Linked DNA regions of Mus musculus: region 1 is linked to region 2. A link is a contact called in public HiChIP or PLAC-seq data. All regions are on one chromosome and are shown on one strand. Each heading gives the region's core, a stretch centred on a gene start, on an enhancer-like site or on the middle of the called end of the contact. The rest is flanking DNA. Distances are from core to core; before and after follow the strand shown. Region 1 has its middle 120 kb from the start of Gnaz. Region 2 overlaps Pcdh15 (protocadherin 15).

Region 1 (7,545 bases), core at 2,784-5,283, 310 kb before region 2:
GGCTCCTATTATCCTGTGAGCCTCCAGGACTCTTAGCCACCTAGAGCTTCCATGAGTATATTACTCATGCTCCACTGTGCAGAACTGATGGATTTGCTGTGTTGAGAACACAGGACCGATACATTTAGCATAAATAATGGATTATATTGTGTCATAAACACAAACTCCCAAGCCTCTGCTGGGCCTGTGCCAGTGACTATTAGGTTGGAGAGGGATAAAGAGAGGGAAGCCAAACGACTCCACCCGAAACGTTGCTCTGCAATGTTCTTCACTGCCCTGCTCCACTTTAAAGGGGCACATTTATAAATGACAAGTGATGGGCTGGAGAGATGGCTCAGCGGTTAAGAGCACTGATTGCTCTTCCAGAGGTCCTGAGTTCAATTCCCAGAAACCACATGGTGGCTCAGGACCATCTGTAATGGGATCCGATGCCCTCTTCTGGTGTGGCTGAAGACAGCCGCAGTGTTAAAAAAAAATGACAAGTGACTTAGTTAATGCAAAACCATGTCGCTCTCTAGCTGGGAACTTACTACCCTAAGAGCAGCTTTGACTACATGTGGAAGGGCACAATCTTATGTATGGTAATATGCTTGTTAAAATGTAAAATAACTCCTTTATGGTACTCATGTACTGTGAATTATGATTTCGGCATTACTTTACTCCATGAGTGGCATTGACTGTACTGGAGTTAAAGACCATCTGAAATTAAAAATAGAGATTTGATTATTTAAGGAGTCACAGAGGAGTTCAGTACAACTAGAAAGTTAGCGAGATACTACATCTTCAGAAGCCCGAATGACCTTTTCTCTTTGATGACCGAGCTATTAAAGTAGACTCGAAGTTTTTGTGTAGATAACCTCCGCTGAGACACACAGTACTCTGATCTCTTTATGACTCTAAGAACATTAGAGAAGCAGCTCTTCTGCACGTTTTCATGTGTCCAATTGATACACCCAGACAAAGACGCTGTTGAAGAAACCAACCACACGATGCCCACCTCGCAACACTTGCACTTACAATTAGTGCTCACGAGTGACGCTTAGGTGCTGGAGGCTCTTTGGCCGGCAACAAACCGTACACATGGACAACACAGCAAAAGCCACCAGAAGTGCATGGGACTCACGCTTTAAATTAAGTTAAACTTCACAAGTCCCCCGCCCCCCCAGGTATATTTTCTTGCTTTTACTTTTAATGATTGTTTTTCCCCATACAGTATAACTTGTGCTTCCCACATCTTGGTTTTCATTAATAACTTAAAGCAAAACAGGAGAGGTCCGTATAGTATAATTTGGTTAGACAGTCTTGGTTAGATTATAGTTTGCTTTCTATAGACTGATGGCAAGGCCCCATTGCCAACGACAACCCCCCCGCATAAGTTGTGGAACATGGAGAAGTCAAGATGGTGCCCACCTAGAGCCTAGATGTGCTAGATTCTTTACTCCAGGAAAATACGCTGTATTCTTTCAAAAAGAAACATAATTAGCAAGTCAGACACAAACCCTTTATCTACCACGCTGTACTATGGAAAGTCTGCTCATATGCCAAGGAAAGAGTAACACAGAGGCTTGTGGTGACAATCAACCAACAACTGATCTGATTTAAAGCCCACTCCACAAGGTGGGGTCCATCCCCAATGTTGCTTGGGTGACCAAGAGCCCAAGTCAGGGACCTAGGAGAAAATCAAATGCCACTGTTCTACTAAAGGAACGTAGCAACAAAGTGACTCCTAATGACACTCTGCTATGCTCATAGGTCAGTGCCACTATCAGAGAAGCTTCCTCTTGCAGCAGATGGGAACAAACATAGAGACCCACAGGCACACAACAGGCAGAGAGGGAGTGACCTCAGAAGAGTCAGCCGGAAGCGGGATGTCTCCATCAAATCTCTCCTCTCGGGGCTCAGGGAACCCTGTGGAAGAGGAGACAGAAGAGTGTAAGAGCCAGAGGGAATGGAGGACATCAAGGAAACAAGGCCTTCGGTATACAAAAGGACCCACAATGACTGTGGTAGCATGCAAAGGTATTTCTCAGGTTTTTGATGGATCACAGATGGTGGGCGTCCTAGAACTGAAAGGAGAAGAGGACACATGCCCCATCTCTAACCCAGAAGCTACCTCCAATGGAGAACTATCTGCAAATGAAGCTTTACTTTTTCTCCAAGGGAGTCTCACTGGGGAAACAAGCTACTCTTGAAGGGTAGGTGCCATGTGCAACCGCAGATGGCTGAGGCAAAACAAACTCAGCATCTTTGGAAGTTTTTTGTCTCATAATGATGTCAGGGCATTTTTTCTTCAATTTTATCTTATTTTAATTTTTATTATGTATGTATTGTCTCTCTTTTTACCTCACAAGTCCTTTATATATCCCTATATATAGATATTCATATTAATTTCTCTATCTATCTATCTATCTATCTATCTATCTATCTATCTATCTATCTATCTATCTATCTATCTATCTATCTTTCTATCTCTATGATGCTATGATCCATCCATCCGTCTGTCTGTCTGTCTGTCTGTCTGTCTGTCTGTCTATGTATCTCTCTATTATGGTTTAGTGTTTTTATCAGATTCCTTACTATGTGAACAAGTTGGTTTCTGTGTCTCTGTATAATTCTTGTGCCTTTTCTTGGGCTCTTTTTCGTCTGTTTGTTTGTTTGTTTTGTTCTATTCTGATGTGTTAGTTTTTGTTTTGTATTATTATATTTTATTATTATCCCTTAAAAGGCTGCTTGCTTTTGAGTGAGAGACAGAAAGAGATTGATCTAGAAGGAACTAGGAGGAGTAGAGAGGGAGGGGAAACCAATGTCAGGATTTGCTATATGAGAAAAAAAACCCCTATTTTCAATAAAAGGAAGAACAAAAAAGGAAAGCTTTTTATGACCCAGATGTCATAATGTCCCTACTTAGGGATATTTATCTGTCTACTTCCTGTTGTCTAAGAAACTGAAATAAGAAAAAGATACTTTAATGTGCACAGAAACAAGCATATTTATGGCTTCCATCCTACCACGGGCCTCCTTAATGAAACTAAAATAACTATGTCACTAAAAGAAAGAATTGGAAGGTCTTGTGAATGGTACCCTGACTCTCTTCCTTGGCTAAACTTTGCTAGCCTGTCAATAGACTGTGGCAGGAAAGGGTTATGTAGGCCTTCATGCTACATGGAAGATTAACTTCCTCCGTTATACAAAGATATATTCCAGAAGCCAAGAATTCATATGGATTCCCACCTGAAGCCGGCTTATATGTCGACAGAATGAAAACGTGAGTAGAATGCCATGATAGTCCCATTTTTTTTTTGGGTTTGTATTTTTGTTTTGTTTTTGTACTTAGTTGAACTCTCTTTTATGGTGTAGCAAGTGGCATACATTTAAAAAGAAATATTCATGCAGCTGATTAAAAAAATATTTAGTCTTGAAATTTAATCTGGTAGCTTGCATTTGGTGAACAAATGTGTACAGCATCTTTTTTTTCAATCAGGAACTCTCCCTTCGTCTAAATGAATGTATTTAAAATGCACGAAATTAATAAGCATTTGTTTCACACATTTCAACGTAGGTTTCTTCCTACATTTCTTTCATTGTCTCATTTTCTCAGAAAGGAAACTAGCAAAGTTTAGCCTCCTGTACTCAGCTAAGACCCTGGCTACACGGAATTTACCAAATGTTTCACAGGAGGAAGGATGCTCTGAAAGAATTGAATTCTCTTTCTCTTCTCAAGATCTAAAATCCTCTTGGTGTTAAAGAATCAGTGGCCGATATTCACAGAGACATTTTCTTCTGGGCAACATCACTTAGCTAGGAACTTTTAAAACATTAGGAGCTAGAGAAAACAAGCATAGATTTCTATTCTTTTGGTAAAGAGCTTCGGGAAAACCAGCCTCCCTATATAAAACCAAGCAATCGTATGATGCACTCTCAATGGGAATGTGTAAGATACAGAAGTTTCTGGCAACCCACCACGACCTGGTGTTAGTGTTTTTTTGTGCTTCGGTACTGCCTATTGTGTGGGATCTGCATTTGAATAGTAGCTCAACTTCCATCAAACAGCAGAGGGCGCTCCAACATCAGTCTGCTTTCTGTTCTACTCGGTTCAGTTTAGTCATAAAAATTAACCCTTAAATGTGAAAAAATTCCCAAGTAACATAGCACACACCCAAATGGGTACAATTGATCAAAGTTTCAAGGAAGTGTAGCGCTGAGTCTGAAACTTGTCTTTGGGGGAAATTGTTAAAAGTCTCTGTGACACAGAAGAACGGACGTCACTTGAATACAGAGCTGGTGTACTGTTCTAGCTTAGAGCAATGGAATCAAATAGAATCATCGGCACAGTTTGCAATCTTGCAGGGTGGCCACAGGAAGGTCACTCCTTGGTTTGTTTTTGCCGAACTTATTTTCAAAGTTGCTTAGCCTAATTTGATACAAGATGTATACAACCATTACTTCAATAGTGATATCAATGTTCCGGAATATTAGCGTGTGATTGTAACGACGGAAATATTGAATGGAATTATTTTTAAGAGCTGAAAACTTAAAAATCTCAGTATGTGACAGATGAATCCATCCTCATGGATCGTGATAAACACCAAGAGACTAAGACATCACTTTTCATGTCTTAAGGATGTCTTAAGGATGAAAACGGGACTGGAGAGGTGGCTCAGCACTTGAGAGCACTTGTTCCTCTTGCAGAGGATCTGTGTTCAGTTCTCAGCATCCACACGGCAGCTCACAACCACCTGTAACTCCAATTCCATGGGGTAAGATACCCCTGTCTTCTGCAGGTGTAATATACTCATACACTTCGGGCAAAACTCTCATACCCATAATGTAAATACAATTTAAAAAATGTAAAAATCCAGAGTGAAAATGTAGAAAAAACAGGCACACTCATGAAGCAAAATCATAAAATTAATTTCCAGAATTCTTCATAATCATTCATTATGATGATCTGTCTCCTGTCAGGGGTCCTTATTTGATATGTATCTTATTTCATACTTATTTTTATCCTGCTTTGTGTATTTAATTTTTATAGCAATATTTTTCATTCTTTCCTTTTTCTTTTTGTATGGTTTTTATTACATTTACATATATCATGACAGTATATTTAAAAAGAATACCAAATTAATGTATATAGCATGAATATAAAATTTCTACATTTTATTCCTCCCACAAATTTTGCAATGGATATCACAATTTTCACCATTTCTGTTCTAAATTTTATTTGTTATTTATAATTTGTTTATTATTTCCTGTTATGTGGTCTATGATAAGCTGAAACTCATAATCTTTCACTGTTTAAGTTTTTCTGCATTTAGAACTTTAAAGTTCTGAAAATTTGTTTCCTATTCTAGCATAAAATAAAATAGTAGTTCAACAAATTCTTAACAAAGCTCTTCAAAACAATGAGTAATTGTGTTTGGAAATGCCAGAAATGCCCTTTCTCAATAATGAACACTCGTTCTTCACAAACATCAACACTTACTTTCAGTTTTGAAACTCAAGAAGAAATGGTTCGTTTCAGACTCTCCTCTGCAAGAGCATCGACGTCTATGGTGTAAGTGCAGTCATCTTTGTCCTTGATGTCTTCCTGACTGTAATTTCTGAATCTCCCACATACTGCTTTGATCTTCTTCTGTGCCCAAGGAGAGAAGAGAACATCTGACCACCAGCCTTCACACAGTGAGTTGTTCATATCAGACATGTATGTGTGCCATATGTCACAGATGGTGTCTTTGCTTTCTCCATGTTGTACCATTAAAATCCAACCTGATACCCTCTTACAATAAATTCTTGCCATGTGGCTGACAAAAAACAGGTTATGAAATAAGCAAGATTTAGCTATGGCAACTCTTGTGACTAAATAGTGAGTCCAAACCCCAGGCATATGCTATGCATTCATAAAAGACTCACATTTAAATACAACAAAACATCTAAAAAGAAAGATAATCATTATAAGTTCCAGGCATTTCTGTTGCATATTCACAGGATGGTTTATTTCAAAAGCATCCATAAATTGCCAATAAAGTAACATCTGAGGAATGTCAGGTCATGTGACATTTGCAGTCTTTGTATGGAGAAACAGACTTCAGAGTCCCAGATATCTTAAAAGGAGCATCAAACAGATGAAGCCAGCTTGATACATAAGGAAGTACTGGAAGCTGAACGAAGATGAGACTTCATTGCCCTTAATGTGCACTCCAGGGACTTGGTCCCTTAGTGAACCCCACGGGGAGCCTAGTACATACCCAAGATAAAGGCTGACTGGCAGAAGGTTGGCTTAGAGAGGGGAGCTAGTTCATCAAGCATTTCTAGATAAGAGGAGTCCCTGGGAATTTGACTGTGAGCTGGCGGTGGGCATGTTGAGGGTCCAGTAACAGTTGTCTTTAGATCAACGTCTGTCTGGAGGAAATGAAGGGAGGACTGTGCAAGGGAGGAAGTGAGGTGGAGATGGAGGCTCAGTGGGACCTCAGCCAACTTTGGTAATAGTCACATTGGGGTGGTCCTTCACAGTCATCCTATATGGTGAGATTGACAAGTATATCACACTCCTTAGGGATTATTTATTGGATGCAGGATAATCCTGAAGGAGCAGATAATGTAGGCAAACATGGGGAAGGTGTCATTCAGGACCACTGGCAGACTGGCACACATGCAAATATATATGTTATATATATAATACACACACATATACATTATATATGTATACACATACACATACAATACACATCATACATCATATATGTATACATATATGTAAACATATTCACACATACACATATACATCATGTATGTATACACATATAATACAATACACACATACATATATACATCATATATGTATATACATACAATACACATTCACACATACACATATACATCATATATGTATGCACATGTAATACAAATATATATCATATACATATATGCAAACAACAGCAATAAATGAAAAAAGAGGCCACAAATCTAAAAGAAAACAAGGAAGTGAATAGGAAGTCTTTCAGGGAGAAATGGAAAGGGGAAATGACTTAGTTATATTATAACCTCAAAAATAAAAGAAAAAATGGGCAAAGTAACAGAGAATTCTCAACAGAGGAATCTCCAATGACTGAGAAGCACCTAAGGAAATGTTCAACATCCTTAGTCATCAGGGAAATGCAAGTCAAATGACCCTGTGATTCTACCTCACACCCATCAGAATGGCTAAGGTTAAAAGTGACAGCAGATGCTGGTAAGAATGTGGAGAAAGAAGAACACTCCTCCATTGCTGATGGGATTGTGAACTGGTGCAACCACTCTGGAAATCAATCTGGGGATTCCTCAGAAAATTGGAAATAGCTCTATCTGAAGATCCAGCTAAACCACTCCTGGGCATTTACCCAAAAATGCCCCACCACACCACCAGGACACATGCTCCACCATGTTCATAGCAGCCTTATTATACTCACAGACAACAGGAAGCTTAACAAGAAGGAAGGCCCAAGTGTGCATACCAGAAACTCACTTAGAAGGGGAACAAAACTCACTTAGAAGGGAGGCAGAGGGAGG
Region 2 (7,536 bases), core at 385-2,884:
GAACCTCACAGATTTTAAACATAATACTCTCCTAAATATACACAGTTATTCACAGTTATATAGTCAGTTAGTCAACTGCTAAAACCCTACAGTGAGTTTGACCAGGCCCATTATGTGCATTTTTACATGCAAAGAGGAGGCACTGTATAAATATTTACTTTTTGCACATGATTAAACTCAGGATAAAAACTTTCACTTTACTCTGTGATATAAAAAGATAGATTTGTGGTTTTCTGCTTCACTTTCTTAACAATGATATTTCCAACTTATATATGACTTACTTGTGAAGACTTAACCAAGAAGGAATGCATAAACAGAACAATGGCCATTCAAACTCCAATCGAATTATTCTTTAATCTTTTTATCTTTGTTGAGTCCATTAATCACTAGCATGCAACATAGTAAATAATCAAATTTAACAGAAAATTTGGAAGCAATTTAAGATGAAGCAATGTACTTGCAACTATTTAGTGTAATGGGCAGGCTAAATTTAGCCGTTGGAAAGTCCATAATGAATACCTGTTAGCATTTCACGGTTCTTGCAGTAAGTAGGTCATTACCCCTAAGCATTATCTTCCCTCCACTTCTAAACCACTTATTAAGGAAAAAAAAATCTTTGAAGCAACATCACTTCACAAATTAGATCAGTTAGTCATCTGCAAGTATTTTTGAGTGCAAGTCAGTAAAAATGAAAATTAAAAATAATAATAGAAAGTAAACTTCTACCAATATGATCTTCAAATATCCCATAATATCCCATGCCTTCAAAGTGACCTCCCTATTGTTCACCCTCAAGAATTACCTCAAACACATTGGTGTTCTAATTTACTTTTGAAAAGTTAAGGTTATTTTTCCCTCTGTCTTTCCTGGCTAGTCTCCATTCTCTTTCATTTTTACTATAGACTTTTATCACTATACTAACTTACCCCATGGGTTACCACCACACCTCATGGGCTATGAGGATTCAGCCTACCTATTTTCAAGGAGACACATTTCAACTCAAGCCAACCATATTCTACAGCCAAGAGACACTGCCATAGGCTCAAAAGTTACTGTCCCAGATGCCTTGATGGTACAGTTGCAAAAAGAATATTAGTTTCTAATATCCTGTGTTTCTCTAGTGTTTGTATTTCCTTAGATCCTGTTCTACTTGTTCTTTGATTGTGCAAGCCTTAGATGTTTATTCTGGAAAACTCTTAGCATGAATAAGTCAAGCATAGTTTCCATTGCTCCTAACCAGGGGTCCTTTCCAGGAATAGTTCAGGATGTTCTGTTTAATATATTTTACAGAGAGAGGACCCAGAGTGACAGTAGCCTTCTCTTCTCAACTTAACAGAAGACATTATAAAATGCAAACTTTCTGGGATTTTGTTGTTGTTGTTGTTAAAGAGTTTAATCAAATTAATTAACTTTAAATGAAATTTTAGCCTATAATCCCTGTTACCGCCATAGAGCTACATTTATCTTGATCATTATTTTTGAATAGAACACCTCATCTTTGTTAATAAATTGCCTGGTTGTCGTTCAAGATACAAGAATTCAAACTAATGACTCAAGAATAACTCAAGGTAAAGTATGTGGGACCTACCCACAAAAGTGATAATGAGCCATTGTTCTCACTGGGTGATTGTTAGACTTTTGAGGTATGACTCAAACATACTTGATAATAATAGTCATAGCTTTTTAATTCAGAGGATCCTCTGAAATTGCAATAAATTATATTCTCTGAAAAGAATACCATGTTTAAAAATCTCAAATATCCAATGAGATAGAGATATTTTACCCCTGAAGGAAGTTGATAATTCTAAAATTTAGAAAATTTAGTAAGCACTGAAGCTTGATAGGGAACCTAGGCCTATCTCCTACCAAAGATAAGAATGTGAGACAATTTCACAAATATTTTATGCATATGCCTATTTCTATTATATTAAGGGAAATTTGAATATGAACAATTCAACTGTTAACCTTTGTGAGATGCACAGTGTTTGTTAATAAAGATTTAAAAAAAATAACATTTTCCCCTTATACATAGTACTACCGGAGGATCCCGCAATACCTCTCCTGGGCATATATCCAGAAGATGTCCCAACTGGTAAGAAGGACACATGCTCCACTATGTTCATAGCAGCCTTATTTATAATAGCCAGAAGCTGGAAAGAACCCAGATGTCCCTCAACAGAGGAATGGATACAAAAAATGTGGTACATTTACACAATGGAGTACTACTCAGCTATTAAAAAGAACGAATTTACAAAATTCCTAGACAAATGGATGGACCTGGAGGGCATCATCCTGAGTGAGGTAACCCAATCACAAAAGAACTCAAATGAAATGTACTCACTGATAAGTGGATATTAGCCCAGAAACTTAGTATAGCAAGATATAAGGTACAAGATGCAAAACACATGAAACTGAAGAAGAACGAAGACCAAAGTGTGGACACTTTGCTCCTTCTTAGAATTGGAAACAATCACCAATGGAAGTAGTTACAGAGACAAAGTTTGGAGCTGAGACAAAAGGATGGACCATCTAGAGACTGCCATATCCAGGGATCCATCCCATAATTAGCCTCCAAATGATGACACCATGGCATACACTAGCAAGCTTTTGTTGCAAGGACCGTGATATAGCTGTCCCTTGTGAGACTAGGCCGGGGCCTAGCAAACACAGAAGTGGATGCTCACAGTCAACTATTGGATGGATCACAGGGCCCCCAATGGAGGAGCTAGAGAAAGTATCCAAGAAGCTAGAGAAAGTATCCAAGGAGCTAAAGAGATCTGCAACCCTATCGGTGGAACAACATTATGAACTAACCAGTACCCCAGAGCTCTTGACTCTACTGCATATGTATCAAAAGATGGCCTAGTCGGCCATCAATGGAAAGAGAGGCCCATTGGTCAGGCAAACTTTATATGCCCCAATACAGGGGAATGCCAGGGCCAAAAAATGGGAATGGGTGGGTAGGGGAGTGTGGGGGGGGGAGGGTGTGGGGGACTTTTGGGATAGCATTGGAAATGTAATTGAGGAAATTACGTAATAAAAAAAATTAACATTTTCTCCTTATTTGCTTTATTGCCATACTTAGCAATTCATGTGTGGAATATCTTCTACGGGAACAGTCTATGAGTAAAGCCGAGCCTCTGGGCTGCCTACCACCCTTGCTATCCTTGTATATGTTAATAAAACAGGCACATAGCTCTGCATGTCAAGCAACAAAGATGGAAAGCACATGGTGTAAGTAAATAACTAGCAACAAACTTTCCAAATCGAGAGTGACAGCATTTAGAATAATGATTTCCTTTGAACTGCTTGCCTGTAATTATTTTTAAAAAGGTATTACATAGGGAGCTAGTTCTCAACAAGTTTCCATAAGCGATGAAAGCAGGAACAAGATTGATTAATGGAACTCATCAAAATTTCTGGGAATAAAAAAGCTGAATCAGATTTGGGAGAATTGAATGCTAGACTTGCATTCTAAATAATGATCAAAAAAGAATGGCATGCTAAATTTATGTTTATTGTTTTTGAGTCATAAAGTTTTTAGAAACACTACCACAGTTTTAATCACAGATTGATCCTCACATGGTGATAGTGTGTGATTTCAGTAGTCTATGCTCACCAATAAATATGTTATCAAAACAAAAACTAAACAGAGAAATGCTGGCCCTAACTGATATGTTATTTCAAATGGACTTAACAGAACAATTCACTCAAACACAAAAGAATATACCTTCCTCTCAGCATGTCATGTTTCTCTAAAACTGACCACATACTTGGACACAAAGCAAGTCTTAGATACAAGAAAATTGAAATAATACCTTGTATCGCATATGGCCACCACATATTAAAGTTGGATATCATCCACAAGAGAAAGCTTACAAACTCACAGAAACTAAATATATATTGTCAGGAGTCAACAAGCTGGTAACTAGCAGGTGACCATCCTGAGATGAGTCTGCCTTGGAATAAAAATCCATGCAGATTTGTTCCCATAGCCAAGGCCCAGGAGAAGTTCATTTTTGGAAAGATTCCTATTACTAATATGCTTTTCCTGTTATTATTAAACATATATACCCATCACTAGGAATTAGCCTACCCCTTTGAGCAGATCTCTGCATAACTATGAAGATGTGTTGTCTTTAGTGTTGCTATATAGACAAGAAGATGATATCTTTATCCTTAATGATGATTCTATAAGAATTCCTAAATTATAGTAATTATTAAGCTCTTTTAATAATGCTTCTATTAAGTCCTTTTTGATAGTCAAAACTGCAATGAGAGCTCTTCTTGTCTTTAGTGTCACCTCTGATAGTAAGCAGGAAATCTACTACTCAGAGCACATTCCAAGAGGCTGTAAAACCATTAACCTATAATCACAAATTTAATATAGGGGCTAGGACAGAAGATAAAATATTGACTCGGTTTATCTATACACAACTTCACTAATAACTTAGTTATGTTTTTAACTCTCCATGAACCTGTGGAGCTTTGACAGGTGATGAATGTTTATCCAGATCATTCCTCCTAATGAATATGCATGTAAATTCTCTGTTGTAAACATCTTATGATTATTTGAATTCATGTGTAAACTTCTGATGACCTTTTAACCATGTGATAATGTATTCTGAAAGATATATAAGTGATAAAAACAAAGAGAAAAGGATCATTCCACTTCCCCCATTTTCTTTTGTTTTTTTCTTCTTTTTTATTGGATATTTTCTTTATATTTCAAATGTTATCCTCTTTCCTGGTTTCTCCTCCAAAAAACACCCTCCCCTATCTGCTCCCCCCTCCCTCTGCTCACCAACACACCCACTCCCAATTCCTGGCCCTGGCATTCCCCAACACTGGGGCATACAGCCTTCATAGGACAAAGGGCCTCTCCTCCCATTGATGTCTGACTAGGCCATCCTCTGATGCATATCCAGCTGGAGCCATGATTCCTACCATGTGTGCTCTTTGGTTGGTGGTTTAGTCCTTGGGAGCTCTGGGGATATGAGCTAGTTCATATTGTTGTGCCTCCTATGGGGCTGCAAACCCCTTCAGCTCCTTGGGTTCTTTCTTTAGCTCCTTCATTGGGGATCCTATTCTCAGTCCAATTGATGGCTATGAGCATCCACCTCTGTATTTGTGAGGCACTGGCAGAGTCTCTTAGGAGAGAGCTATATCAGGCTCCTGTCAGCAAGCACTTGTTGGAATCCGCAACAGTATCTGGGTTTGGTGATTGTAACTGGGTTGGATCCCCAGGTGAGTCAGTCTCTAGATGGTCATTTCTTTAGTCTCTATTCCACACTTTGTCTCTGTAACTCCTTCCATGGGTGTTTTGTTCCCCACTTCTAAAATAGAATTATCCACACTATGGTCTTCCTTCTTGAGTTTCATGTGGTTTGTGAATTGTATCTTGGGTAAAATTAATTTAAACAAATTAGTATCCTTCCTCTACACAAAGGATAAGCAGGCTGAGAAAGAAACTAGGGAAACCACACCCTTCACAATAGTCACAAATAAAATAAAATATCTTGGTGTGACTCTAACCAAGCAAGTGAAAGATCTGTATGACAAGAAATTCAAGTCTGAAGAAAGAAATTGAAGAAGGTCTCAGAAGATGGAAAGATCTCCCATGCTCATGGGTTGGCAGGATTAATATAGTAAGAATGGCCATCTTGCCAAAAGCTATCTAACCTATTCAGTGCAATCCCCATCAAGATTTCAACTCAATTCTTCATAGATTTAGAAAAATCAATTTCCAAATTCATGTGGAGTAACAAAAAACCCAGGATAGTGAAAACTATTCTCAACAATAAAATAACCTCTGGTGGAATCACCATCCCTGATCTCAAGTTGTACTACAGAGCAATTGTGATTAAAAAAAAAAACAATCATGGTATTGGTATGGTGACAGGCAGGTAGATCAATGGAATAGAATTGAAGACCCAGAAATGAAACCACACACCTATGGTCACTTGATTTTTGCCAATTATTCTTTCTTATTCTTGGTTCTTCCTGAGGCAGAGAAGGGCAAAGAGTATAGTCAGGGGTAAGATTGTGTCTTACAAGATATTTAGGGTTGCCATATAATAATAAAAAGTCAGCTTATCTAAGTCTACATTACTTTGCTACTGTAGCTGACTTGCCTTCCCTGTTCCTTTGAGGGCAGAAACTGCAATCTCAGGCATTTAGCACCTCATCCTAAAACAGCAAGAGATTAAGTAATGTAGCCTTTGTTCATCTCCACAGGAATTTCATGAAAGTGACAACTTTCTGCCTGCTAGTTGAAGTCACAGAAAGTAAAAAGTACACTTTGAAAAGTTAATTTCGCATTTATTTCTAAATTGTAAAAATTTTCATATGAAAGCTCTCTAAGAAAAAGGGGGTTTCATGTGGTTTGTGAATTGCATCTTGGGTACTCTAAGCTTCTGGGCTTCTGGGCTGATATCCACTGAGCAATGAGTGCATATTATGTGTGTTCTTTTGTGATTGAGTTACCTCACTCAGAATGATATACTCCAGATACATCCACTTGCCTAAGAATTTCATAAATTTATTGTTTTTAATAGCTGAGTAGTACTCCATTGTGTAAATGGAGTAAACTCCATTGTGAAATTCCTGTAGAGTTATTTTTATCACTATTGCTCTGGAATACAGCTTGAGGACATGAATAGTGATTCCTCCAGAAGTTCTTCTATTGTTGAGAATAGATTTTGCTATTCTGTTTTTTTTTAATTTTGTAATTCCAAATGAATTTGCCAATTGCTCTTTCTAACTCTATGAATAATTGAGTTGAAATTTTGATGGGGATTGCACTGAATACATTAGATAGCTTCTAGCAACATGACCATTTCTACTATTATAAATCCTGCCAATCCATGAGCACGGGAGATCTTTCTATCTTCTGAGATCTTCTTTAATTTCTTTCTTCAGAGACTTGAATTTCTTGTCATTACAGATCTTTCACTTGCTTGGTTAGAGTCACATCAAGATATTTTATTTTATATGTGAGTATTGTGAAGGGTGTCATCTCCCTAATTTCCTTTTTAGCCTGTTTATCCTTTGAATAGAGGAGGGCTACTGATGTATTTGAGTTAATTTTATATCCAACTACTTTGTTGAAGTTGTTTATCAGGTTTAGGAGCTCTCTGATGAAATTTTTGGGGTCATTTAAGTATACTATCATAATATCTGCAAATAGTACTATTTTGTTATCTCCTTTGCAATTTATAACCCTTTTACTTCCCTTTGTTTTCTAATTGCTCTAGCTAGAATTTCAATTACTATATTGAATAGATAGGGAGAAATAATGGGAAGTCTTGTCTAGTTCCGGATTTTAGTGGGATTGCTTCAAGTTTCTCTTCATTCAGTTTGAAAACCATCCAGTGGAAAAATGATAGCATTTTCAACAAATGGTGCTGGTTCAACTGGAGGTCAGCATGTAGAAGTATCCAAATTGATCCATTCTTATTTCCTTGTACAAAGCTCAAGTCCAAGTTGATAGAGGACCCCCACATAAAGTCAGATACTCTGGAACTAATAGAAGAG

Evidence for each region. HiChIP or PLAC-seq counts read pairs in DNA pulled down with a chosen protein or histone mark.
Region 1: a contact with region 2 is called in a CTCF HiChIP or PLAC-seq map of the NIH/3T3 cell line, with 8 read pairs. The contact joins two enhancer-like sites. A contact is called at or near these places in 1 of 15 datasets of contacts at CTCF or cohesin (the NIH/3T3 cell line) and 1 of 484 Hi-C or Micro-C datasets (pancreatic cancer cells).

Annotation. Positions count from the first base shown.
Region 1 is chr10:74,845,064-74,852,608 of GRCm38.p6, reverse strand. No RefSeq gene overlaps it. Among named protein-coding and RNA genes, the nearest start is that of Gnaz, 120 kb to the left of the region's middle. Within about 2 kb of position 4,033, at least 7 of the 459 cell types and tissues checked have an H3K27ac peak or open chromatin away from gene starts, as enhancers often do. A contact at or near this core is called in the NIH/3T3 cell line, where this site is marked.
Region 2 is chr10:74,532,614-74,540,149 of GRCm38.p6, reverse strand. All of the region lies in intron 27 of Pcdh15 (protocadherin 15), which reads right to left. Among named protein-coding and RNA genes, the nearest start is that of Gm40691, 400 kb to the right of the region's middle. Within about 2 kb of position 1,634, at least 6 of the 459 cell types and tissues checked have an H3K27ac peak or open chromatin away from gene starts, as enhancers often do. A contact at or near this core is called in the NIH/3T3 cell line, where this site is marked.